4 separate regions of the Mus musculus genome follow, and regions 2, 3 and 4 are each linked to region 1. Evidence: chromatin contacts called from public Hi-C and promoter capture Hi-C data. All regions are on one chromosome and are shown on one strand. Each heading gives the region's core, a stretch centred on a gene start, on an enhancer-like site or on the middle of the called end of the contact. The rest is flanking DNA. Distances are from core to core; before and after follow the strand shown.

The links. Promoter capture Hi-C pulls out the DNA fragments that hold promoters and counts their contacts. Hi-C and Micro-C count contacts between places; a contact is called where the count stands out from the background.
Region 2: a Hi-C map of B cells shows a contact between it and region 1, with 7 read pairs. The contact joins the promoter of Xrcc4 here to the promoter of Zcchc9 in region 1. A contact is called at or near these places in 3 of 39 promoter capture datasets (liver and pre-B cells), 3 of 484 Hi-C or Micro-C datasets (B cells, CD4 T cells and muscle stem cells), 1 of 115 datasets of contacts at active chromatin or transcription factors (pancreatic cancer cells) and 1 of 9 other capture datasets (liver).
Region 3: a contact with region 1 is called in a promoter capture Hi-C map of pre-B cells, with 4 times the contacts expected there. The contact joins the promoter of Tent2 here to the promoter of Zcchc9 in region 1. A contact is called at or near these places in 2 of 39 promoter capture datasets (embryonic stem cells and pre-B cells) and 3 of 484 Hi-C or Micro-C datasets (B cells, Sertoli cells and forebrain).
Region 4: a promoter capture Hi-C map of pre-B cells shows a contact between it and region 1, with 2.7 times the contacts expected there. The contact joins the promoter of A630019I02Rik here to the promoter of Zcchc9 in region 1. A contact is called at or near these places in 1 of 39 promoter capture datasets (pre-B cells) and 1 of 484 Hi-C or Micro-C datasets (B cells).

The regions. Positions count from the first base shown.
Region 1 is chr13:91,805,128-91,811,515 of GRCm38.p6, reverse strand. It overlaps Zcchc9 (zinc finger, CCHC domain containing 9), which reads left to right and starts at 3,820. Exons shown (of 6, transcript NM_145453.2): 1 at 3,820-3,906; 2 at 5,356-5,765. The coding sequence starts at 5,382.
Region 2 is chr13:90,087,211-90,093,598 of GRCm38.p6, reverse strand. It overlaps Xrcc4 (X-ray repair complementing defective repair in Chinese hamster cells 4), which reads left to right and starts at 3,991. Exons shown (of 8, transcript NM_028012.4): 1 at 3,991-4,102. Tmem167 (transmembrane protein 167) reads right to left here and starts at 3,932. Exons shown (of 4, transcript NM_025335.3): 1 at 3,816-3,932. The coding sequence starts at 3,818.
Region 3 is chr13:93,188,527-93,194,914 of GRCm38.p6, reverse strand. Tent2 (terminal nucleotidyltransferase 2) reads left to right here and starts at 2,498. Exons shown (of 15, transcript NM_133905.3): 1 at 2,498-2,821.
Region 4 is chr13:93,091,591-93,097,978 of GRCm38.p6, reverse strand. It overlaps A630019I02Rik (RIKEN cDNA A630019I02 gene), which reads right to left and starts at 3,146. Exons shown (of 4, transcript NR_046182.1): 1 at 2,816-3,146; 2 at 2,240-2,265; 3 at 1,928-2,124; 4 at 1-1,446. It overlaps Cmya5 (cardiomyopathy associated 5), which reads left to right. Exons shown (of 13, transcript NM_023821.3): 2 at 1-6,388.

The sequences.
Region 1 (6,388 bases), core at 2,571-5,070:
TGTATGAGAATGCCACGATGAAACCCATTCATTGATATGCTAACTGAAGATTAATTTAAAAGGGAGATGAAGGAAGAAATTGTTAAGTAATATAAGCTGCTGGCTTACAGGAAACACAAGAAACTGTGAAGTGATAGAACCTAGTGGGGAAACCCCCACTCAATTCCCAATCCGGCGTGCACCCAAAGAATCATGAATAGACCACCCTGATGTAATTACTTGAGGTCGTTTAATGACGGAGCTCCGGACCGACATGCATCCCACACAGGAGATAACGGATGTCGGCCACGAGGCTCGAAAGCTAAGGGTTTTTATGGGGTAAGGGGCTTAGGGGTGTGAAGTTCAGCATAGCGACACACTATTGGCTTATTCAAACATCAGCAGAAAAATTACATGTACGTGCAGGGTGTCAGAGTTCTGTGAGTTGTTGACTCAGTTCAGATAGCCCTGTTATGTCTTCACATTCCCCTTTATCTTATGGTCAAGATGTTCCCAGGAATGTTTTAACTACGGGGCATACCCAGGTTTGTTTTTCTTTTTTCTCAGCCCCAGGCAGCCTCTAGGCTCACAAACAACCAGCAATTTCTGAGTACTTTATATGACTTACAGGTCTTGAAATTTCATCTTTCTTTCAGAAGCAGCAACAAGCTCAACCCCCCTTGTAGTAAATGAACAGACACTGCATACAGCTATAGGTCATGCTCACCTTCGGCTGCCTGGCAACAGCTCGAGTTTGTAAATGTGCTCTTCAGGTGAGGATGAGAATCTAGCTGCTCTCGTGCATTGCCTCTGAGTGAATACCTCGGTACAAGCTTGAACAGATGACTAGGTGGTATCTACCAAAATGTGAATGCATAGTTTTCTCTGTGGTTTTGGATCAAATGTTGGGAGAGGTGGTCGTTGTGAACTGAGCAAGTGCTCCACAACTGAGATACACTTTGAACCCTTGGTATTTTCAGACAATAGAACAGGACTGGGGAGATGGCTCAATGGCCAAACCACTTGCCATGCTAGCTGAATTTCAATCCCCAGAACATAAAGATTTAAACAGAGACTGAGCATCTCACGATCCATTTACAACATTTTTTCCAAACTGCCGAAATCACCTTCAGCATTTACTTAGCTCCTTGAGCATAGATGCAATGTTACTTAAAGACCTTGCCTGATGATTATATGATGATTAATCGTGGTTTTTTTTTTTTTTTAAAGAATTGAAAGATGGCGAGGAGACTAATAAAGCACACTTGGAATTGTATCTCTGAGGGCATGAATATGAATATAAAAAATGAAGCATGTCTCTTGATAATGAAACCCTTAGCTCCTCACTTAACATCTTTCTTACATTTTGTCATGAAATGATATATTTATATCAATAAGTAAAAGAGACATAGAATAAAAGTATAATCTCTTGAATTATAAGCAATATACACCCTAAGTCTTACATTGGCATGGATAACTCAATAAAGCATATTTTAAGTGATTACAAGCAGACAATGCTCTGCAGTATTTCAAAACAGAAGAGTACATAAATACAGACTGAGTTCTTGGTTCAAAGTTTCATTTTGTTTCTTACTGCCTGTGTGACCTTGAGTGACTTTAGCTCTCTGGGCTTATTTCCTCGTTGTTCAATGGAAAAAGCAATAGCTACCTCCCAGGATAGTGGGTAGATGTACTCAGTAAATAGTAGCTACTACTAGTAGGAATACTAACGCTTCCTCATGAATCCTGAGGACTTAGTATATGATTTGTTTACTCAACTACTAATCATCAAAACAGAAGTGTTCCCTCACTTCCAAAAATCAGATCTTCAAGGAAATTTAGCATTAAAAGGACACCATTTTTGTTGAATGCGCCATCTAGTGGTATATATTATATTCAAGGCTAGGCATCAACAGAAAATAAAATTTCACACTTAGTTAAAATGTTAGTATTGGAGACAGCTGGCTGAGGTCACTAAGCTATAAGAGGCATTATCACACACCTTTCTTTTTGTTTTGTTTTGTTTTGTTTTTAGAGGCAGGGTTTCTCTGTATAACTCTGCTTGTCCTGGAACTCGATTTGTAGACCAGGCTGGCCTCAATCTCAGAGATCTGCCTGCCTCTGCTTTGGGAGTGCTGGGATTAAAGGCGTCCACCACCACACCCGGCCCATCACCCTTTTTTTTTTGGGGGGGGGGGGTTCGAGACTGGGTTTCTCTGTATAGCCCTGGCTGTCCTGGAACTCACTTTGTAGACCAGACTGGCCTCGAACTCAGAAATCCACCTGCCTCCCAAGTGCTGGGATTAAAGGCGTGCGCCACCACGCCCGGCTCCCATCACCCATCTTTTAAGCAGTTCATTTCCCAACAGCTAGAGGATTGTTTGTTTTTGTTTTGTTTTGTATTTTTAAACTTTCTGGGATATTTGTGGCATTTACTATACCAAATCACAATATTTTTCTGACACTGATTTTCCATTTAAGGAAAACTGGGCCCATTTTAACTCTTTATCCAGCTAACGGATGTAGTAAGGAATGGGGATCAATTATGTGAGAGGCAATCAGGATACAGTAAAACTTATTATACAATCCTCTGTGAAAAGAATCAAAAAGCATGGCCTGGGAGAGGATGTTTCAGAGGCTTAGATAAGAATAAAATCTTGGAAGACTTGAAACAGAACATAATTAAAGAAACCAGAGTATTATGTAAGCAGAACAGCGTATGTAAATCCTGGTGCTAAACAAAAAGAAGATGGGAGAAGGCCCCTTCGTACAGAGCTTAAATAGGACAGAGATTGTAACAAATGCTCTTCCAGAGTTTGAATATCATCTCAACATTGAGAAAAGATGGAAGGGGTTTAGTCTGGAAGACACCAATTGGATCTGGCGCTCTGACTTATATTTTCAAAAGTTCACTTGTGTAAAACATCTGGGCAAAAACGTCTGCCCAGATGAGCTGCAAAAATTCGGGCCAACACAGTGAAAGCTGAGACAAGGAACGAACGGGACAGTCAGTAGAGACAAAAGGCGAGAAGAGGCAGTGGATCAAATATTTAAGAGGCAAAATAAACAGAGCCTGATGGAGGACTAAATGTGTACGTCCATGCCGTTTCTCACTGAACAAACCTGGGGGAGGCTTCCCGAGCGAGGGAGGGCGGGGGAGCACTAATAGGACGGAGGACTAGAATTTTATTGAAAAATGAACTCCGGCCACCAACTGTGAATTAACGCCAGGCAGGGCAATCATGAAGTACCACTCAGAAGCAATAGGTGCTCCGAAGGTCTCTTCAGACTTGCATCTCAGCGACTCTCTTGGTGCGCTGACACTGCGGAGCCTCGGCTCTCTCTCTCTCTCTTTCTCTCTCTCTCTCTCTCTTTCTCTCTCTCTCTCTCTCTCTCTCTCTCTCTCTCTCTCTCTCTCTCTCTCTCTCTCTCTCTCTCCCTCTCTCTCTCTCCCTCTCTCTCTCCCCCCCCTCTCTCTGTCTGTCTCTGTCTGTCTCTGTCTCTGTCTATCTCTCTCTCTCTCTCTCTCTCTCTCTCTCTCTCTCTCTCACTATTTCGCTACTATTTCAAATTCATTGAAATATATTGTCCAATTCAAAGGACCGTGTAAGGAAGACCTTCCTCCCAAGAGTCCTTCCGTCATCTAGACTGCACATTCTGGGACCGCACAGACTGGGCGCTCATTATCTTTGTGTCCGGGGACTCCAGTGCAGCGCCCTTACAAACAAACACTACACGACCCACAAACTGGCACAAGCCAGCCACCTTCCCCAGTTTAAGACCCACAAACACCTCACGCTTCCCTTGCTTGGCCTGCCGGAAGTGACGCGTGGAGACGGTGCACTTCCGGTCTCTATGGCCGCGATCTCATCCGGGGCCGGGCTTCTCTGGTTCGTTGTCTCAGCTGCTCTGGAGGATTCAGACCCGGTAAGGAGCTACGCGGGTACCACCGGTTAAGGCGTGGGCGCCTCTGTGCTACCTTGGCCGACTGGGGCCGGACTCCTGCGGGAGATCGCGAGGGCAGAGCCCGGGAGCTAGCTTGTCGGATCGCCGGCTCCGTTGCTGGGAGCGGGCCCCGCAGGCCTGCTAGGGTGCCCGCGGGTCGCAGTGCTGGGGCGGGCATGGAGAAGCGATGCCGCGCGTGCGGGGGCACCAGGGCTGTCCGGCTGTCCCGTGTCACCCTCCAGACACCCAGAGTCTCACATTCCGGGTGTGCGGGAGGAGGATCCGCCCTCTTGGTGACGGGGGACCGGTGCACTGTAAAGTGGCATACAGCGTCACTCACCGGCCCTGAAAGCATGTTGCAGACTCCTGGTGCCAAGGCTTTAAGTTGCCTGGCACACTGGATGCTGCCCTGAAAGTGGCAACTCGGTAGTTGAAATAATCCTTTGATTGTGTCTGGTGTATTCATTCATTAAAGAAGAAAAAGAAACTGTTCTCAGAATTGCTAGGTAGTATGCAAAGTAAAATACTCAATTTTATGTTGGAGCCAAATAATTCGTCTTAAAATACACTCCTTTTAAAACTGCTTACATCTGCATTCTAAATGAAAATCTCTAATTATGCATTTATTAAAGGTAAACAAACAAGATTTCTTAATGTGAAGTTTATTTTACAATTTGGATCACTAAAATGGGTTCATTGAAAATGACTTAAAGCCGGGCGTGGTGACGCATGCCTTTAATCCCAGCACTCTGGGAGGCAGAGGCAGACGGATTTCTGAGTTCGAGGCCAGCCTGGTCTACAAAGTGAGTTCCAGGACAGCCAGGGCTACGCAGAGAAACCCAGTCTCGAAAAACCGAAAAAAAAAAAAAAAAAGAAAATGACTTAAAACCATTAGACTGCAAATGGCAGTCACCCTCATTAAATAAGAGAAGACTGCCATGTGACTACAGACACTTTATAGACTGCCTTTATACATCTACAGGGGAAAGACAGACGAAAGGACAAGACTTGTGTATGTTTACTAATGTGCTTTGCAAGTAGTTGCATTGAAATGGCAAACTAAGCAAGCAGATTGGGAGAAGGCAGACTGGTTTAAAGGTAGGAAAAGAAATGGCCAGGACGACGGCAGGGTTTAAGAGGACCATTTACAGTATTTACATATGATTTCTAACTTAAAAATCATTTGCTGGCAAAATATTTTCTAGTTTTAACTAAGCATATGTTGTTTTCTTCAACTGAAGTAGAACCTCTCTGTTCAATGCCAAAATACTGTAGAAAAATGTCTACACAGCATACCATGTGTCTGTACCCCTACCTAAATGAAGAGTTTTAATGGTTTAAAGTTTAAAATGTGAGTATATTTGATAAGTAATGACTTCTGTATATCTTCAATTTATAATTAATTAATTGCTACTTGCTCTTATCTTACAGATTAGTGGAGTACCTCTGATCCAACCATGACCAGGTGGGCTAGAGTTACTACTTCAAATAGTAAGCGACCCCTGTCAGCAACATCATGGGAGGACATGAAGAAGGGGTCTGTGGAGAGAGCAGACCAAAGCCTTCCAAATCGTAAGCAGTGTCAAAGCAGTAGGCTGCCCCTTAGAAATGACTCACCTCAAGCAAAACGCAAAAAGAACAAAAAGAAAAAAGAGTACTTGAATGAAGACGTGAACGGCTTCATGGAGTACCTGAAGCAGAACTCACAGGTACTTCACAATGGACAGCTGATAGCAGCTGACAGCCAGGAAGTGAGGGAAGAAATTGCCGTGGCCTTAAAGAAGGACAGTCGACGGGAAGGAAGGCGGCTAAAGAGACAGGCGGCAAAGAAGAATGCAATGGTGCGCTCATGACTGTATGTTGCTACCTTCTTTGTGCAACTAGAAAGTGTTACTCATCTGGTCACACAATACATGTTTAAACAGAGCCCAATTGCTGCAGTCCTAGTGCCACTTTTAAAGGCTTGTGCTTTCTTACTATACACACACACACACACACAGTACACTGGTTAGTTGTCATAACAATATTACACACATGATAGTATTCCCATATTACAGGCAGAAAGCACAGTAGAAGTGTATCCAGGTTAAGTAACTGATGAAAGCCATGTGATCCATGCTAGAGGTGGCAGTCAAACTGAATTCAAAACCTATGTTTGCCCTACCACTGTGTTATGGTAATACCTTTTTAAATAGCTGTGGAAAACCCTCTAGATGTCCCAAGTTAAAGGTACTTCCCATTACTTGGATGCTCTTTTGTTATTATGTATAAAATATTTGTTCACAAGAAAGAGGCCAGGTCCCTGTAATTCTTTCTACATGAAAGCTATGGAATCTTCAAGAAATGTGTTTCACGATGATAGGTTTTAGAAGCTAAGGCAGGAAACTTCCCAGGTTGGGAGAGGCCAGGTATCCACACTGGGTAATATAAATTTTTATTTTATGTTTGGGTATATCCAGCCTGT
Region 2 (6,388 bases), core at 2,742-5,241, 1.7 Mb after region 1:
TGGAACAGCCATGCTAGCCGAGCTAACGGCGCCAGACGAGAAGCTACTCAATGATCTTCCTGAAGTAATGCACAGTTAAGTAGTGAAGTAACAAAAGACGTTCACAGGCATTCGTAGTTCTAGAGTTATTCTTGTTTTTGTTTTTTTTTTTTTAAAGATTTACTTATTTATGCATATGTGCTGTCACTATCCTCAGACACAGCAGAAGGCATGCATGGGATCCCATTACAGATAACCATCATTGTTGTGAGCCATCATGTGGTTGCTGGGAATTGAACTCAGGACCTCTGGAAGAGCAGCCAGTGCTCTTAACCACTGAGCCATTTCCCCAGCCCCCTCCAGAGTTATTCTTTTTTTTTTTCCCCTGAGACAGGGTTTCTCTGTGTAGCCCTGGCTGTCCTGGAACTCACTTTGTAGACCAGGCTGGCCTCGAACTCAGAAATCCGCCTGCCTCTGCCTCCCAAGCGCTAGGATCAAAGGCGTGCGCCACCACTGTCCAGCTAGAGTTATTCTTGACTGCTAAAGTTATATCCTCCAAGTTTGGATATGGGAGCTTGTTCAAGAATTATAAATAAAAGCATCCTGGACATTTGTTAGTACAACTTTTTTCAAAAATCACTCTTAAACATTGGGAGCTGGGTCTCCAATAAACAAGTACAAAAATAAATTTTAAAAAAATCACAGATACTTCTCACCTGCAATGATTGGTTACTGACAAGACTTAACCGACAGAAAGGATACTGTCTTAACTTACAATATTTTCATTAGCATTGGATCTCTTTGGCTCCATGCAGACTCATTTTTAGTATCAGCAAAACAAAATGTTTACCTTGTTCCCTGAGTAAGAGTGTTTTGTCAATAACATTGTCTTAGGGCTTCAAATGTTCATTGCTCACATTTAAAATAATTTCTTTCTGACATTAATCTCTCCAGTTTAACTCAACTATACTTTAAAATTATGAGTTAGATACCAAAGACAAAAATTTAAAACACTAGCTAATAACACTTTCACTTACTAATATATACTTGTTTGCTTTATATAAAAGTAGAGTAGTTTATTCTTATTTAAGGAGAGAGAACACAGAATCAACACCCTTAACCTAATTATGGTAACATTTACAGCACACTTGAGAAATGGGTCAACATTTTATGATTTACAAACCTAAGTCAGGTCAGCATTTTCCAACTAGATTTTATTAGACCAAAGTCTATATGTACTATTATCTTTTAAAAACAAGAACCACAGAAACAGTGATAAATATTAGTCTGCAAATCCAAACACATGCTATATATCAAGTGGCCAAAACTGACTGAACACATAACCTGTCTTTGAGTTTATTACACACCTGGATTACTTAACACATAAATTTACCGTTGAATAAATGAACTTTCCTTGTCAGTTGCATCTGATCTAACTGGTCCTGTTTCACAAGTGTATAAGAGCTTATCTTCTTACTTTCCACTACAGAACTTTGGTTGTGAGTCAAGCTATAGTTCAGAGGTCATAAATCTCTTGAAGCGTCAATAGCTATCTGGTCCAAAGGTGGAACCAATATTTGATTAGTAGTTTTAGAAAAATGAATTCTTCATATACCTCGATAAAATGATTGAAAAGATATTCTGAAGGGAAAAAAGCAAATCCTACATGAAAAAATGTACTTTGCAATCAAGAAAATATTAAATGAAATCTAGGTTGTTTGGTAAAACAGAAAAGTTAAACGCTGGGTGCTGGTTACTCACTTGAATCATTCAATGCTTTAAAAAACAATCCCCCAAATTTAGACTTAAACTATAAAGATACTACAGTCTCTAGGAACTCAAAGTATTTATTTGCTGTTAAGTACTCTGAGAGAAGATCACTGCATCTACATTAGATTCCTATTAACCTTATACAATGGCTTTCAGAGTGAAGTTCATGGAATGCTTTCATAAGGTCAAACTATAGAGACATATTCTTTTGTACTGTCATTTTTATTGCTAATACAATAAGAATTATGGTAAAAAAATTTACCATTTTACTTTTCTCTCACAAACCTTTCTTGGATTTCCTCTGTGATTAATGGCACACTTGACCAAGGACCAGAATATAAAGACAAACGGAGCTGCTAAGTTTAATCTTTACCTTCTATGTTATTTATAACCAATATTATTTTTGGACATTACACTTAATATTTAACATGTGTAACTTATGACCAGTAACATCTCTAATAAAACATTCATTGCATACACTTTTTTTTTTCTCACAACACTTAAAAAAGTAAAACATACAGATTTAATACTATCACACATCCTTCCAAAGCCATTCTACAAATATAGGGATACATATAATTCACCCTTCAACCCTCCAATTCCAGTTACACACCCATATATTCAACAAATCATAAGTTAAAAAAATCTGGAGCAGAAAACTGCATATCTTCATGAACACACCAGTCACTTTTCTTGTTACCACTCCATAGAGTCATTAGATAAATCTGAGGCCTGGCTTTACTTACTAGGTACCCGATCCTAGACAACTCAGGCTCCCTACTTTTCTCTTCCTTTACCTGGAAATATCTCAGAAGTCAGGAATTTAAAGCAAGACAATGCTTAGAAACTACATCTTCTACACATCAAGTACTAGTAAACAAAAGCTTGTTTTTGGAAAAAGTTAAAATACTGTACATCTTAAATTATCTTGATTTTATCTAAGTAGGAGAGGATGTAAAATGTACCTTTGACTAAGAGCAAAGTCATTCTACTTGTTTCTCGGTAAATAGGCAAGAAAGCAACTTTTCAAGTTCTGTAACTGTTTATTAACATCCTTTTGACCAAGAATATACTATCTGCAGTACGAAGTAAAAAAAAAAAAAAAGGCTTTAATGGACTCAAATTCAGTATCTTCTAATCGTAGAATTTGAGGTCTAGTGGGGGTGGGAGAGTCCTGGCTGATTTTGAGATGATAACACAACAAGCTTTCTCTAGAAATATAGTTATAAATGGCTTCTAAACCCACTGAAGTGATAGTGAAGGGAGATTCCTGCATTTACCAGACTACTGAAAAGATGCATTCATAGATCTTTAAAAGTTAATTACTAATGTTTACTTTACTCAGGGGCTTTCTGTTCCTTGTCCTGACCTTTGTTGTTGTTGCTATTTGTGATTTATAGTGTAAGGTTTTCTGAGGTTTAAACTATTAAACAATCAATAATAACACGCATAGGAACTCCCAAAGTGAGTGGTGGTCTGCGAGTAAGGCTCAAGTTCCTTCGAGACAGTAACTAAAATCATTAAAAACATTCGTTTGCAAAGAAGTGTCTTTAGAATTGAAAAAACGATGAGGGAGGGGCCCTATCTCGCCATTGATTCCACAGGTAAAACGGAAGCAGTAGTATCTAGTGTTAAGAAAACCGGCAATCCATTAATTACTGCAGAAAGATGCAGGTTGGGTGACACAGGGAACACATAAAAGAAAGGGGAAAGGGGGAGACTGAGACTCCAGCGTTTGAAAGTGTATATCCGTCCAGATATTTGTAGCAGATGGCAATCGGCTTAGTGGAATGCCACCGTAATTCCACACTAAACAACGCAGCAAGTCGGCCTCTTGGCGAGGGGCCGAGTCCACCACCCGGGTTCTTCCTAGGACTGTTGGCCTGATGCTCCGGGATGTGCATCGCGGCCGCATGACTCCCAGCCTGTGCACCCTCGGATCCCCGGAGAATCACGCTAGCGCCAGGGCTCCCGCGCCCCACAGCGCCCGCACCATCCCCGCCGCCCCGCACGAGCCGCGGCCCCGCCGAGAAACTCAACCGCGGCCAGGAAGCCCAGGTTCTTACCATAGTGAGGCCGGTGCTGGTCCAGCCACATCACCCTTCCGGGCCGGGGCGGAAGAGGATGCAGGCCCGCTGTGCTTCCCGCTCGCTCCAGCGGTCCGGTTGGACCTATCGCGGCGCCTCCGCCCATGCCGCACCATTCAGACTCCGTGATAGGCTTCTGTTACCGGAAGAGGTGGGACTTGGCCGACGACTCGCAAACCACGGTATTAGCGGATTCTCTCATTGGGCGCATCGGTTTATCTCTGGCGTCCACAATTTTTAGAAGACCGGAAGTGGAGTACTGAGAGGTAGGGCCCGGAAGTGGCTGTGGTGTCTTTCCAGAAGCAATGCATTTTTTCCCCCCTTTCTATGTCAACCTCCTGTAGTCCCTGATTTTAGCTTTAAAGCTGCGCAGTGCGTGCTTTTTACCCTGTCTGTGACCCCCTGAGCCTTTTGTAGATGTAAGGTTTTCCCAATGTGAGCACCTGTTGGGCTCCTTCCTAAGTGTCTCTTTCTGTGTCACGTGGAATTTTCAGTCGTGAGGGACTCCTTGGAACTGTGCTGAGCTGCTCTGTGGTGGAGACTTGGATTTAAAAGGCTGCGTCCAGTGTGATGACCCACCAGCCCCTCCCGCCAGCCAATGCTGGCCTTGGCTGGCCCCCTCCTTGTTTGCACACTCTACATCCGGGGCTTAGACGTTCTAGGCCGTGGGGAGAGGGAAAGAACTCTGTGGTAGCTACTGGAAAGGAACGGCCCATTCCCGAGGGGATTATTTGGCTAGTATAAAACCAGTGGGTGAGAAACGATTTCACCTCTAGTTCTCTTTATGAGTTTTGTAGATACGGGGAAGATGTAATCTGATGTGTTCAATTTTATATACATTCTTGGAATGATTCTGAAGTCGGGCACTTTCCCCACTCTTCCAAGTGTATCAAAATTATGGAAATCCTGTGTGTTTAAATAATTGTTTTTTTCCTTTAGTCAGTATGGCTCTAGTATTTATTCAGAATGTTACCCATTCTTTAACTTAATGACCTAGAAGAAGTATAGAAAGCTTTAGTGAAGGAAACTGATGTGATATGTTAATTTCTAACCATTATTTAGCTGAATCATGAGAATCTAGTACTTATGGCAACACAGTACTTTTACCTAGTGCTATGCTATATGTGATTGTGTTTATTACTGCATTGTCATCCAAGATTTTATTTGAAATTATTACTACATTTTTAAAATCAGTTATACCCAACTGCTAAACCTGTTGATCAAATACTCAAGTTCAGAATCTGCATCTTAGTGGTATCAGGAGACTGCAGGACAAGGGATTTCTTTGAGTATTTGAATGGGGGACTGGGGATTAGGCCAATAGGAGAAGTGATTGTCATTGAATAGTCTCAAAATTGCTTTGTGTTATACTTACTATTTAAGTTGACTAACCATGAATGTTTCAAATGTAGACGTAGAAAATATGTTCTGAGCTCAGTAAGTTTGGGTTTTACAGTAGTGAAAGTGTTGGTAGATGTTATAACTGACTCTATTCATATAAAGATTGCTAGGTCCTACTGTTTGACACTTCAGGTTGATGTTTCTGTATGAGGTTCTGGTCCAGGCTCTAGTAAAGAGGCTAAGGTTGTTTAAGATGGTAATTGGTTTGTTGTATTTATGGGCAATTTAGGCCATAGTTTCTTATATATCTCAACTTTAGAATAGAGGCAATTAACACTTTTCAGTTCTTTGTTTTTGTTTTGTTTTGTTTTTCGAGACAGGGTTTCTCTGTATAGCCCTGACTGTCCTAGAACTCATTCTGTAGACCAGGCTGACCTCGAACTCAGAAATCCATCTGCCTGTACCTCCCAAGTGCTGGGATTAAAGGCGTGCACCACCACTGCTGGCAACACTTTTCAATTCTTAAGTTATCCATAGAAGTACATAGTGTCAGGAGGTAGAGTTGAACGTGTGTGTGTGTGTGTATACATATACATATATAAAAAATTTATTATATCCATGTAAAATAGCAAAATTAATATACCAGTGTGACCTGTGGGGAAGCTGCATGGCGATTCGGCACACAAAATCCTTGATTGTGTTTTTTGTTGCAAGTGAATGGTAATCACCATGTTAAATTCCTTTTCTTTATTTCCACTTCTAGTAGCTCTGCTGTGATTTTCATTTCTAATCATCATGGGTTAATTTACTGTTAAGAAAAGATCTTGACTGTGTTATTCAATTATGCAGACATTATTGTCTTCTCTGAATGTGGAAGAATATTTTCAATTTTCATTTCATAAAATCCAGAGTTGTATATAAAATGAGAAATTTATAGTTTTTGTAAGAGTGCATTGAGCTTAGGCCATAGTTACATATAAATTAGGCCATAATACATATAAATAATTAAAACCTGTTTGATACATTGTAAGCATTATAGTGAACATTGAATTTTCATCCTTGAGTGGAGGGCTAATGATGGAAAATTGTTTGATTGTTAGATGCTATTTATACAATAAAAAGTTTAAAATTCATTTAGTTTCTTATGCAGCCAGGCCACTTTCTCTACATTTCCCATTTGTTTTTGATTTCTGATACTGATATTATTTGAG
Region 3 (6,388 bases), core at 1,249-3,748, 1.4 Mb before region 1:
AGCCACTCTAATAAATCTCAAATATGTGTGTGTGTGTGTGTGTATTCATATACATGCATATATTTTTTATTCTATCAGTGCTGTTTCTCTAGAGAACCCTGACTAATAAAATAAAATTTTCTTTTAATGATTATAAGCTGGGTGTGGTGGCACACGCCTTTAATCCCAGCACTTGGGAGGCAGAGGCAGGCGGATTTCTGAGTTCGAGGCCAGCCTGGTCTACAAAGTGAGTTCCAGGACAGCCAGGGCTATACAGAGAAACCCTGTCTCGAAGAACCAAAAAAAAAAAAAAAAAAAAAAAATCACAGGTCTCAAGTTTTATTTTCTTTCATAACCACTGAGCCATCTCTCCAGCCCCCCACAACTGAGTTTCATACTGGCTCATTGATTTGCTTTGCCACCAGGGTAAGGTTTTTTTTTTTCACCCTCCATCCTCTTCTACATTTATTGTCAGATTTCTTGATGATAGCATTCTGTCTGGAGTGAGAATTAACTTATTCAAAGTAATTTTAATTTACAGTTCTCTGATAACTAGGGATGTTGAACAGTTTTAAAAGTAGTTATTGGTGTTTCATATTTGTGAGCCAATTCTGTCATAGTTTTTTTTTTTAAGTTTAAAAAACTCTTTAATGTGTATGTGGTGGTGAAGTGTATACAATGTAATTGGTAGTGGAAATGTGAAGTCCTAAGTGGAGCTTCATGGTTTAAAACAGCCATTCTAATTGTATAGAAGTTCGTGAAGATGAATCAGTTTGGTACTGGGCAGGTGTGAGCATGCTGTTGGCTGTGGTGAACTCTTTCATGACTTCCTAGCTACACTGCACTGAAATTTCTGAAGCCATGAGCCAACTGAAACCTTTCTATCAGATATTTTGGTTAGAGTGAGGAGAAAATTCATAAATACAGTCTCCCTTTTAAAATGCACATGAATACTATCCACCATAAAGCTGGAATACCTGCATTATGCTCAGAAAGAACGTACTTCAGAGTAATAATAACAGCAAAAAGTAGGTCAGTTTACAATGTAGATCTTTCCATAACAATAAAAACTTTCTCTGGCGGGTGATAAATAAGGGCAGTAGCAGCTGACAGACAGAAAAGAAATAGAGAATGAGCCATAATTATAGCCATATTTCAGTACTTTTTCAGTGCTGGGTATTGAACCCAGAGACTCATACATGATAGGCTGACATTTTTGTTTGTTTGTTTTAGGTTTTTCGAGATAAGGTTTCTCTGTGTAGCCCTGGCTGTCCTGGAACTCACTCTGTAGCCCAGGCTGGCCTTGAACTCAGAAATCCGCCTGCCTCTGCCTCCCAAGTGCTGGGATTAAAGGCGTGCACCACCACACCTGTCTTGGCCCTAGCCTTCTTATATGCCCTTTTTATGCCCGAAAAGACAAGCAAGACAGGAAACCAGAGCCATGTTGAAGATCAACTTAACTGACATTTATAAAATACTCTACACAATAACTGAACATACTTTATTACCAAAGCACAATTAACATTTACCACATCAGATGATACTCGGAAGCACGTGACAAGTTTTTTAAAAAATTATTTAAATGATTCAAATATAATTTATAAAGACTTTGCAAGTCAAGTGAAACGAAAACTCTTTATCGAAATAAGTGGGATTCAGTTAAGTTATTATTCATATAGTAAGTTATCAAACGACTCTAAGTATTATCACAGAAATGACCTCAGTTTGTGAATTAAGGTAGAAAAATTAAAAATTGAATAACTATTGAGTTCGAGGCCAGCCTGGTCTACAAAGTGAGTTCCAGGACAGCCAGGGCTATACAGAGAAACCCTGTCCCGACAAAACAAAAACAAAACAAAAACAAAAAAACAACCAAACTAAAAACAATGGGGGAAAAAAACCCAGAATAAATAACAAGAAAACCAAAAAGCAGTAAACAAATCATTACTTTCGGGATTGGGAACGGTCAGATTCTACGGGGACAAAACAGGGCTATTGTTTACAGATATTCATCAATAAATCAAGCAGTTTAGACAGTTTCACCAGATACTAAAGTTCTCTCAATGAGAAACAATGGTGGGTATTTGTTAGACAAGTGAGTGCGAGCTAGGGCAGGGTAATGTGTGGGTGGTTTTGGGGGCCTTAGAGGCATGATTTTGTCTCCAAGAAACTGTTTTTGTTTGTTTGTTGTTGAGGAGAACATCACCCACGATTTCATACTGATCTTTCCAGCAATGGGAAGGTTGGTTTTGGATATCTCCTGGAAGGCCCTCCATGGACAGAACAGGCCTCCTGGAAATGGCCAGCGGCACGTAACTTAGGAGGCGGCGCCAGCGGAGCGGGGTGGCCTACTGCCCTGCGGAAGGGCCGGGCTGTACCTTCCCTCGCCACCATCTCAGCAGCCGCCGCAGACTCCCTGGCTGGACCAGGGTGGGGCTGTGCGCCTGCGCAGCTCAGCAAACGCGCTCTCCAGTGTCGGCTGCCGGAAGTCTGACCTTTCGCTCCCGCTGATGATTCCTTTCCGGGGTCACGTTGATCTTCCGGGTCCTGTGACAGGGTTGTCTACGCCGCCTTTTCGGCGACTTTTTAGTCTTCCGCCTTTTTTTTTTTTTCCTCCCCCACCCCCCTTTCTTTTTGTTGTCGCCACCCCCAGCCTTCCACGGCCGCGCGGGCCTGGCCTTAGGCTCGTGACTCTCCGCCGCCCTGCCCGCCCGAGCTGGGCCTCGCTGCGCCGGGCCGCTGGCTGCTCCTACCTCTGCCTGCTCGGGCGGCAGCTCCGGCCTGGGAGCGTGTTGGCGGGCAGTGCCGCTGGGCCCCGCTCGGCCCTTCGGCGTGGACGCCGGTGAGTTTCAGGGCTTCGGTGGGGATGCACGAGTGCAGGCCCCGGTCCCCGGCCGGGCGCGTGAAACTTGGCTGAGACTGGCGCTGTGTTTTGCGCGGGAGAGCCTGGCGCTCCCCCGGAGCTCCCTGGATTAGGGGCGTTCCCAGGCCGCCGGACTTTGGGAAGAATGTTGGCCTTTCTCTGATCTGTCTTCTCGCTAGTTCTCATGTCGCCTCCCGCCCTCTCCTCACTCCCTAGACCGAAAGAGTAAGACTGTCTTGATACTCCCTCTTGGAGTTCCAAAAGGCAGTGGAGACCCAAGGTAAATGTCTAAATTAACGAACTCTTGTGGAAGGCATTTATCTCTGAGACAATTAAACAGCATGGAGTCATCTCAGTCAGGTCAGGACTGGCTGATGGTCGAATTCACTTTTCCTAGTCATATTTGTGGTTGGGCTCTCCTTTCTTTAACTGCTTAAGAACACAAGGGGCAATGTGTTTCCTGGTATCTGTGATTTAAGTTTCTTGTTTTGCCCTATTTGAGCGTTGTTTAAAGTAATTAGTTTGTTGATAAGAGGAAGAGGAAAAATTGTGCAGGTCAAACAGGATTGGAAATTTAACGTGTTTAGCGTATGGTTTTTGTGAAGTCACACTACCATCATAGTACATAGTTTAGTACTATAGGGCTTTGCTGTGTTAACAGCTATTAACACGGTTAATCTGTACTGATTAGTAACCTGTAATAGAAACACTGGTTGGTGTGAATTGCCCCAATTGTATGTGTTCGAGAAATACACAGACTCTGTGAAACTCTTAGATGGAATTTAATTTTTAATAAAAAGAATGCTCTGTTCAGAGCCTGAAGGTGGTTTTGACAGTGCATGCTGAGCAGGATCTGGGAGTTACACTTGTGTTGTAGAACAAAGAACTGATCCAAGACACTTAGAGTGCACACATAACTTGATTAAGCCATGCAGTTCTTGTAGGAAATTGCTACTTTCTCAGGAATCTTGGTGAAGAGACAGTTATGTAAACTTGAGTAGTCTATAACTTCTTGTTGAGATCAATTTGACTAAAGTTAATTCCAGTTGCAAATTAAGAGACCAAATACTGTTATCACTAGAAATACTCTGTTACTGTCTTGTCTCGTGTCTTCATTTACACATAAACCTGTATTAATCTTGCCTTGATTTAAGCATATTAGACAAAACAGTCTTTAAGGTTCTTTTCTCAAGGCAAGAAGTAGTACAATGCTTTTTAAAAACAGTACACATTTTACCTAGATTATCCTATTTTATTGTTTTGTACAGATTTAAAAGCCAGTAACTTTTAAGATATGAAAAGTAGGATACTATCTATTTCTGGATGTTACTATAAAATTTAGTCATACTACTACAGAAAATGTGAAATAACTTACAGGTAGTCTCTAGTGGGGGAAGCTTTTTAAAGACTATAACGAAAATGGTTAAAATTTTATGAAGTTCTGATATAGTGATGATAGTTTCACTTGATCTTATTTCATTAAACTATTTTACAAACATCTCTTGTGTTTTGTTTTGCTATTCAGTCAGGATCTCTCTCTATAGCTTTAGCTAGCCTAGACCTTACCATGTTTTTGGACCAGGCAGGCCTTGAACTCACAGAGATCTGCCTCCCTCTGTCTTTTAAGCAATGGGATCAAAGGTTTGTATGCCACCACACCTGGCTCCTTTGTGTTTTTGCAGTAGATTATTGTTTTAATATCATTACAATCATTGAAGTATATTAGAAAACAGTTTTGAAATCTCTGGGTTTTGATTAACTTTCTTATCTCTAGAGGATTGTTTAGGCTATGGGGGTGGGGGGTGTAAGCCTAGAATGCTGTTGGTTAACTTTCTTAGGAATGGTTCTGTTTGAAGTCTGTCAGGTAAGTTTGGCTTAAGGGTCAGGATTCCTGAGAGAACCTGACTAGTATTTTATTTTAGGACTCCAGAAGAATGACTGTTTCTCAGAGGCAGGCTGATCTCTGTGAGTTCAGGGCCAGCCAGGCCTAGAGTTCCAAGACAGCAAGGCTACACAGGGAGAATATTTCTCAATAAAATAATATATGGAAGTTAATACTTATTTTGCATTTGAATATACTGAGTTAGATATGTACCCTAGAATTTTTGGCTAAGAAAATTTTAAGCCAAGAATCATCTGGTTTTAATGTTGTAGGGTAGTTCTGTATACCATATCCTCTTTTGACTTCTACTTAGTTTGGATTTGATCATGTAATGGTATAGAAATAAAAGTGAGAGCTTATTACCGACATTTCTGAATCTTTTAAGTCTGAATGCAGACATATAGGACTTGTTTGGGTCCAGAAGAAAAAAACCAGCATATTGTTGATTGGAACTGGAGTCACCGTGTTGGTAGTGAGGGCTGTACCTGGGTCCTCTGTAAGAGCTGTCAGTGCTCTTGACCTCAAACACTCCAGTCCTCCTTGTTTGCTTTTAGAGATAGATTTTTCACTCCTTTGAAACTCAGGCTGTACTTACACTTCACATTCCATCTGCCTCAGCCTCCTGAGTTCTGGGATTTCAGGAATGTACCACTACTGCTAGCTGTGAGATAGAATTTTCTTGTTTTTTGAGTCTTCTTTGGCCCAGGCTGAGTGTGAACTTGCTGTGGTTTCCCAGCTAGTCTCAAACTGTTGATCATCTTCGCTTAGCTTTCCAAGCACTGGAATTTCAGGTGTGTGCCTCTCTGCATGACGTGAAATAGAACTTTTTAGTTTTAGTTTTCTTAAGTATAGATGCTTCTTTTACTTAGGTCCATAGTTTCTGTATTCCAAAAAAAGTTATGTCAAACAAAATTCATTATGCTAACCACTTAATGACATTTTTTTCATAAACTTGGTGAAAAAGATTGCTTGTGAGTGGGCAGCTTGTTCAGGGAGGCAGAGTACAGGGAACCAGGTCTTAACCCTCCCTTCCCTCTGAGCTCTGTAATTCCGAGTACAGGTCAGGTACTGGTAAAGAAATAACAACCAGCTGTCCCCCAGCCTCCGTAGCAGGAAGTGTACACTTGGTGGAGGAATTGGAGAGACTTATTTCCTATGGGAAATACTTTGTACAAATTAGAGTTAGGCATTTGGAGTGAGGTTTTTTTTTTTTCAGAATTGAAAAACCAAGGAACAAAATTTATATGTGTGAGTTTTAGTTTCGTTTTAGGCTCCTCCAGCCCCCTTTCTAACTCTTAGAATTTTTCAAATCCTCTTTTTTTTTTTTTTTTTTTTTTTTTTGTAATTCATTTAACTGCCTAGGTATTATTTTTCTTTTATTAAAAGCTTTCGTAGTTCATTATTTTATTTTCTTATTAGAAAACAAAATCTAGTAGTTTTTGGAGCCTGAGGCATCCTTTATGCACATAGTATATACACATGAAACTTGTATTATACAAATATATGCAAATACAAAAAGTATGATAGATTTATTTTTAGCTTTTTTTCTTTTTACCCCCCTCCTATTTAATTTTTTTTTCCAAGACAGGTTTTCTCTAGCTCTGGCTTTCCTAGAATTCTCTTTGTAGACCAAGCTGGCTTTGAACTCAGAGGTCTTCCTGCCT
Region 4 (6,388 bases), core at 1,897-4,396, 1.3 Mb before region 1:
ACGCCTCCCATCACTGGGGCTATCTACAAAGAGCACAAACCATTAGTGTTGAAGCCAGTCTACATAGGAACGGTACAATACAAAATAAAGATGTTCAATTCAGTTAAAGAAGAGTTAATTCCTCTACAATTTTATGGGACGTTGCCAAAAGGTTATGTAATTAAGGAAATACATTACAGGAGAGGAAAAGATTCATCTATTAGTCTAGAGCCGGATTTGAGCAATGGTGGTTCTAATATAGTTCCCCAAAGGAAATTAGCCCAGAGCCCAGAAGAAGACAAAGTAAGAGAGCTTGCTCCACCCTGGAGAGGTGCCCTCTCCAAAGGGTCCAGGACCTCATTGTTTAGTCACGAAGAGCAAAAGAAAACGTATGCCGATTCCAATTTAAATGTTCCATCTTCAACAGAACACGCATTTCCCTCCAGTGCCAGAAATGATACAGCTGATCAAGAAGAAAATCTCAGCCTTCCACAAATGATGCCACAACAGCCAGCTGATGAATCAAAGACCCACAGAATGGAGCCACCAAGCATTCCAGCAACCATGGTCCTTGAAAGAGCAAAGGAAGAACTGGAACAGAATGCACAAGGAAAGGAAAGTTCAGAGGATGATGCTTCAGTCTTGACAGGCTCAGCCGATGATGTGCAACAGGAAGGCTTGGTTTCTGTCAACCATTCCATGCCATGGGAGGCAGAGAAGGAGTCTTTAGAGACAGGACCACCAAGACCAGCGCCAGCCATCCAAGAAAAGTTTGAGCCAGACATGGAAGGGCTAGAGCCGATTTCAACAGAAAAAACAGAACAAGCGTCTGAATACGTGACCTCATCTGAGCCCATAGTCCACAGAGAGGAGGAGCATGCGCCTGAGCCCATAGTCCACAGAGAGGAGGAGCATGCGCCTGAGCCCATAGTCCACAGAGAGGAGGAGCATGCGCCTGAGCCCATAGTCCACAGAGAGGAGGAGCATGCGCCTGAATCCATAGTCCACAGAGAGGAGGAGCATGCGCCTGAGTCCATAGTTCAAAGAGAGGAGGAGCATGCGCCTGAGCCTGAGTCCATAGTCCACAGAGAGGAGGAGCATGCGCCTGGGCCTGTGCCCATAGTCCACAGAGAGGAGGAGCATGTGCCTGAGCTTGAGTCCATAGTCCACAGAGGGGAGGAGCATGCGCCTGAGCCCATAGTCCACAGAGATGAGGGGCATGCACCGGAGCCCATAGTCCACAGAGAGGAGGAGCATGTGCCTGAGCCCATAGTCCACAGAGATGAGGGGCATGCACCTGAGCCCATAGTTCACAGAGAGGAGGAGCATGTGCCTGAGCCTGAGTCCATAGTCCACAGAGAGGAGGAGCATGCGCCTGAACCCATGGTTCTTAGAAAGGCACAACTAGAGAGGGGAGTGGAAACTTCTACGCCAATCACGGATACCACTGAACCCGAAGATTCTAGTCTAGAAGAAGAGATCATAGAACTTGATTACCCGGAAAGTCCTTTAGCTTCTAAGGAGACTTCCCCATCGCCTTTGTCCCCTGAAGTAGAGCACAGAAAAGAGCCCATTCTACCAACACAGATGACATTCACACCTGAACGTATCACTTTGTCCGAGGAAGAAAGAGAAGAAAACGAGTCTGTTTCTACCGATTCTGCTTTTGTATCTGAGTATTCAGTCCTACAGGATTTGAACCATACACCAGAGAAGCTGGAAGTAGAGGCAGTTTCTGTATCTGATGTGAAATCTAGCAATGAACCTGCAGTCTTTTCAGAGGACGACGAGGAACGTGAGTCTTATTCCCCAGCTATGACCTCTGTATCTGAGCAGTCTCTTTCTCCATCCACCACTGAGAAGACATCTGCCATCCAGTCCCCACTCTTTTCAACAGTTTCACCAGTCCTGTCTGGAGATGAGGCCTCAGAGAGCGTGTGTCACTCACCAGAATCTGAATCTGCGGCTGAGTATTCTGTTCCAGCACATGCGCAAGAGTTGCTGTTGAAAACAGGTGACCACAAGCTCCCATTAAAGTCCCAACGTGTTTCTGAGCCCATCATTCAGGCAGAAGATGAGAAAGAAGATATTGGGCTACTTCCCCCAGCAGCACTGAGCCAGGCAGTTCTATCGGAAGATGAGAGTCTAGGAAGTGGAAGTTTCGCATCAGATTCAAAGCTGCCATTTAAACCCTCGGTTTCACAAAATGCAACACGGGAATCCCCCCAAAAAACAATAGATGACATGCCCCAATTCAAACCAAGAGGCCTTTCTGATCCTGCAACCCTGTTAGAAGAAGAAAAGGAAGCCATTGGAGTTGGGCTATCTTCATCCAATGAGGTCTCTGCAGTGGAATGCGCTCTCCCCCCACAAACCACTGAGCTGCTTTCTGAAAGCCATGCCCCACCTCCCTGGGCCATCTCATCCGAACAAGTGGTCCAATCAGAAGAAGGGAGCAGAGACCAGCAGCGGGGCTCATTCTCTTCCACACCAGAGCTTGGCCACACATCTCCTCTGCTTCTAAAGGGTGCCTCCTCACCCACAGGTCTATCAGAGCAAGGGCAGGAAGAGGACAATATTGGGCCCCTTTCCCCTGATTCTGCATTTGCGTCAGAATTCTCATTCTCACCCTATCCGACTCAGGAACTAGAGAAGAGAGAGCTGGGGCGGGATTCTCCACTGTGCTTAACGTCCCCCTCTGAGCAGACTGTTCTGTCTGATGAGGACACGGAAGAGGCTGACCTCTTTTCTCCGGATTCAGCATCACAGGTGTCAATCCCACCATACCGAATCGCAGAAACAGAGCAAAACAAGGTCGAGCCAGACGAATTACTACCTAGGAGGTCTGCTCCAGACTATCCCTACTTCTCAGAGGCAGATGAAGAAGAGGCGGGGTCCTCAGTGGTCACGCCTGTGCCTGAGCATTCTGAGCCATCGCAGGAGCGGGAGGAGTCTTCCCCTTGTAGGCCTGTGTTCGAAGATCTGAGCCTGCTACCTTCGGCAGATAAGACCGGCCAAGCAGAAACTATGTCAGATGTTCCAACAATTTCAACCTCTGTGTCTGAATATCTCATCCTGGCACAGCAGGAGAAAACTCAGGCATCTTTGGAGCCTGAGGCTGAAGATTTGGTACCACCACCAACCAGTGGATGGGAGAAGAGAGATGCAAAGAGTAGTCTGCCAGCAGTTACAATAGCAGCTTCCTCTTCTGCACTCTCATCAGTGGTAAAGGAAGAAACCACATCCGTTTTGCCCACCTCTCAGCCCTCAGTTTCACCCGAGTCAACCTGTGTGCTTAAGCCAGAGCAGGAGCCCACAGCACCTCTCACTCTAACAAGTGCAGATGAACAGATGGCTTTGCCCAGAGTCGGAAGGGAAAAAGCTGTGCTGGATTCTCAAGAAGCGACAGCACACAAATCGCAGGATCAGACACCAGAGCCTCGGCTCCCAAATGTTCCAGGGTCTGGGATGAAATATTCAGTTTTGTCTGACTTGGGAGATGAGCCAAAGGCGGATGTCAAACTCAATTTAGCTCCAACTGTGACTTCTGAACTAGAACAGAGAATGTTGTCAAAGAATGAGCCTGAAGTGGCAAAACCACACTCACCTCCAGAGGAAACATCTATTTCTGGACCTAAGGTTTTATCTGCAGTGAAAACGGAAGTGAAACAGGAGTCCAAAATAACCAGGGAACTTCCTGCGGCTTCATCGGGGAGAGAGAGGGGAGCAGAACACAGTCCACCTGCACCACCTGCACTTCCAGCATTGATGGAAGAGATGGGGAAAGACACAGAAGCCAGCTCTTCTGCCACCACAGTGCCAGTAACTAAGCTTGATTCAAATTCAACTAAATTAGGCAGGGATGAAGTCCTGACAGATCCATCTCTTGCCAGCCCTGTGGAACACCCAGGCTTAAAGGGAGTAGGGAAGAGCGAGTTAGGCAGTGGTTTGCCTTTGCCCAGCATGTCTACCTCAGAGGTGTTAAGGCCTGAACCCAAACTTCCTGTCAACTCAGGGGTTGAGGTAGAGAGAGAAGACAACGAGCCACCTCCATTGCAAGTGTCACCCACATCCAAACCCACGGTGCCAAATGACAAACACGAGGAGATAACAAGGTCTCCTGATTCTGAAAATGTAGTTTCAGATGATTTAGCTCCAACATTACTGGCCCTCAGACATGAGATGAACAGGCAAGCAGAGGAGACATCTTCTCCAGTGCCGGGGAGTTTCCTGTCAGGAGAGCAAGAGCTTATAAAGCTCCCCCCAGAGCCTGAGAAGCACAAACAGTTATCAGAAGTACCAACTGCTGGGTCAGAACTCATTGATAGTAGAGATAGAGATAGATCCTTAGGTATAGAACCAGTAAAACCCATCGGAACGGAACCAGGGCCTTCTATCTTAGAAAAGGGCCCCGCTGAGCTTCAGAGAAGAGGAAAAGAACAAGAAGAAAACAGGAAGCTTCCTGTGCCTGCCTCAGCTCCATTAGAGACTGCTTCTTTTGACCTCCCCATTGAGCAAAAAGAGCCTAAACGGACCCTTCATGAGGGCCAAGCTGTTGAGGTGCCTGATGAGAGCAGCTCTTCTGCAGATAAGCCAGAGCTGGGTGTTAAACAATTGGCAGAGAAGAAGGAGAATTTGGAGCAACCCAAGCCATTTGTGACAACTGAGCGTGCCAGTGTTACAGGATCAAAAGTGAAAGAGAGTCTCATTTCTCCAAAGGACAACACCTGGATGCTGGAAAAGCCAGATGGCTTAGTCAATCAGCATGAAGATAGAAAACCAGGAACTGGGCAGCTGGAGTCCTCTGAGAGCACTGATCTGATGTCAGAGAAACTTGGGGCTGCTCCACTGGATACAGATCACACATCTGAAACCAGAAACCAAGAAACAAGCAAAGCACCAGTGTCTGGTGAGAAGCTATCTCAGGAACCCAGAAGGGTTCAGTCAAAGGCTGTAGATGATTCTGAGGAAGGGAGAAAGCTAGCCTCTGGCAACGTGGAAGTACTCACCCAAAGTAAATCTGTCCCTGCTGTGAAAGCAAAAGCCACACCTCAACCTCCAGAGACCCCAGAGGTGACACAAAAGCCATCTGAGAAGTCACTCGTCACTGAGCAAGGTCTTCCTGCAGAGAAGGGAAAGAAAGGCATTTCATCTTTTAAATCATGGATGTCTAGTTTATTGTTTGGATCAAGCATTCCAGATAGTAAGGTCTCTGACAACGAAGATCTAGAAACTCGTCCAGGTCCCTCTGTAGAGAAAGCAGTACCTGCCATAGAGCCTAAAGGTACAGTTCCTGCTGAGGTTAATATAGCCGAGAAGCCAGCGGTTCATTCATTACCTGAGGTCACAGTTAAACTGGCCGAGGAGCCCAAAGGCGTTTCAGTTAAATCCAGCATAAGTCAAGACCTTAAAGAAAAACTCACATTTTTATCAAACGAAGACGTTTTAAAGCAACCTAAGTCTAACTCTGAAAACTATGGGCAGAAGGAACTGCCAGGCTTCTCAGAAGGAATGGGCGAAAGCTTAGCTACTTCAGTTGGTGACAAACATCCTGGAATTCATCCTTGTTCCCCTATGGGTGAGAAAGTGGGTATGGAAGAAGCCCAAAACATGGCTCCTCTTCATATTACTGAGAGCCAAAGACGCCAGAAGCCAGAGGTCTCTTCTCCGTCTATGTGGAATATTTCTGCACGTAAGGAAGAGCCAAGCAGTGATCACAAGGAAACATGGCTCTCGTCATCTGACGTAGTAGATAGAATGCCACAGAAGCCCAAATCAGCCCAGTCCGCCTTCACAAGGATGAACTCAGAGGAACCAGCATCAATGATTCTGCCAGTGGAATCAAAAGGCAGTTTAAGTGATCTTGGTGAAGACAGACTTAGACAAGAAATGCCAAAACCCACTTCTTTGGAACATTGTGAAGAGGAAGTGGAACGTCCAACAGAGGAGAAGGATGGCTGGGAAACTAGATCATTTTCCTTGGCAGGGAAGAGGGGCCTGGCAGAGAAGCAAGAAATCATGGCTCCCTTGGAACTCAGGGAAAATGAAGCAGTAGGAGAGTTGCAAAGGATGCCGGAATCTCGACCTTTCAAATTGGAAGAATCAAAAGCTGCTGAGAGGCTTGAACAGCGCATCTCTCCAACTGAAAAGCTCATGGAAAAACCCAGCAAGACTCTTGCTTTGGATAGGAGAGAAAAGGAAGTGCAGGAATGGGTATTTTCAGAAGGAGAGAAGCAAGAATACCCCCCTGCAGCCATGCCTGTGCCTGGAGCATCAGCTGTTTCTTTGGATAAGGCTCAACCACATTTGCTGGCTAAACCAACACCAGTTGTTGAAAAACCAGAACATATAGTCACAGAGGTATACCCAGAAATTAGGGAGAGAAAGGCAGCAGAAACCCAACCACATC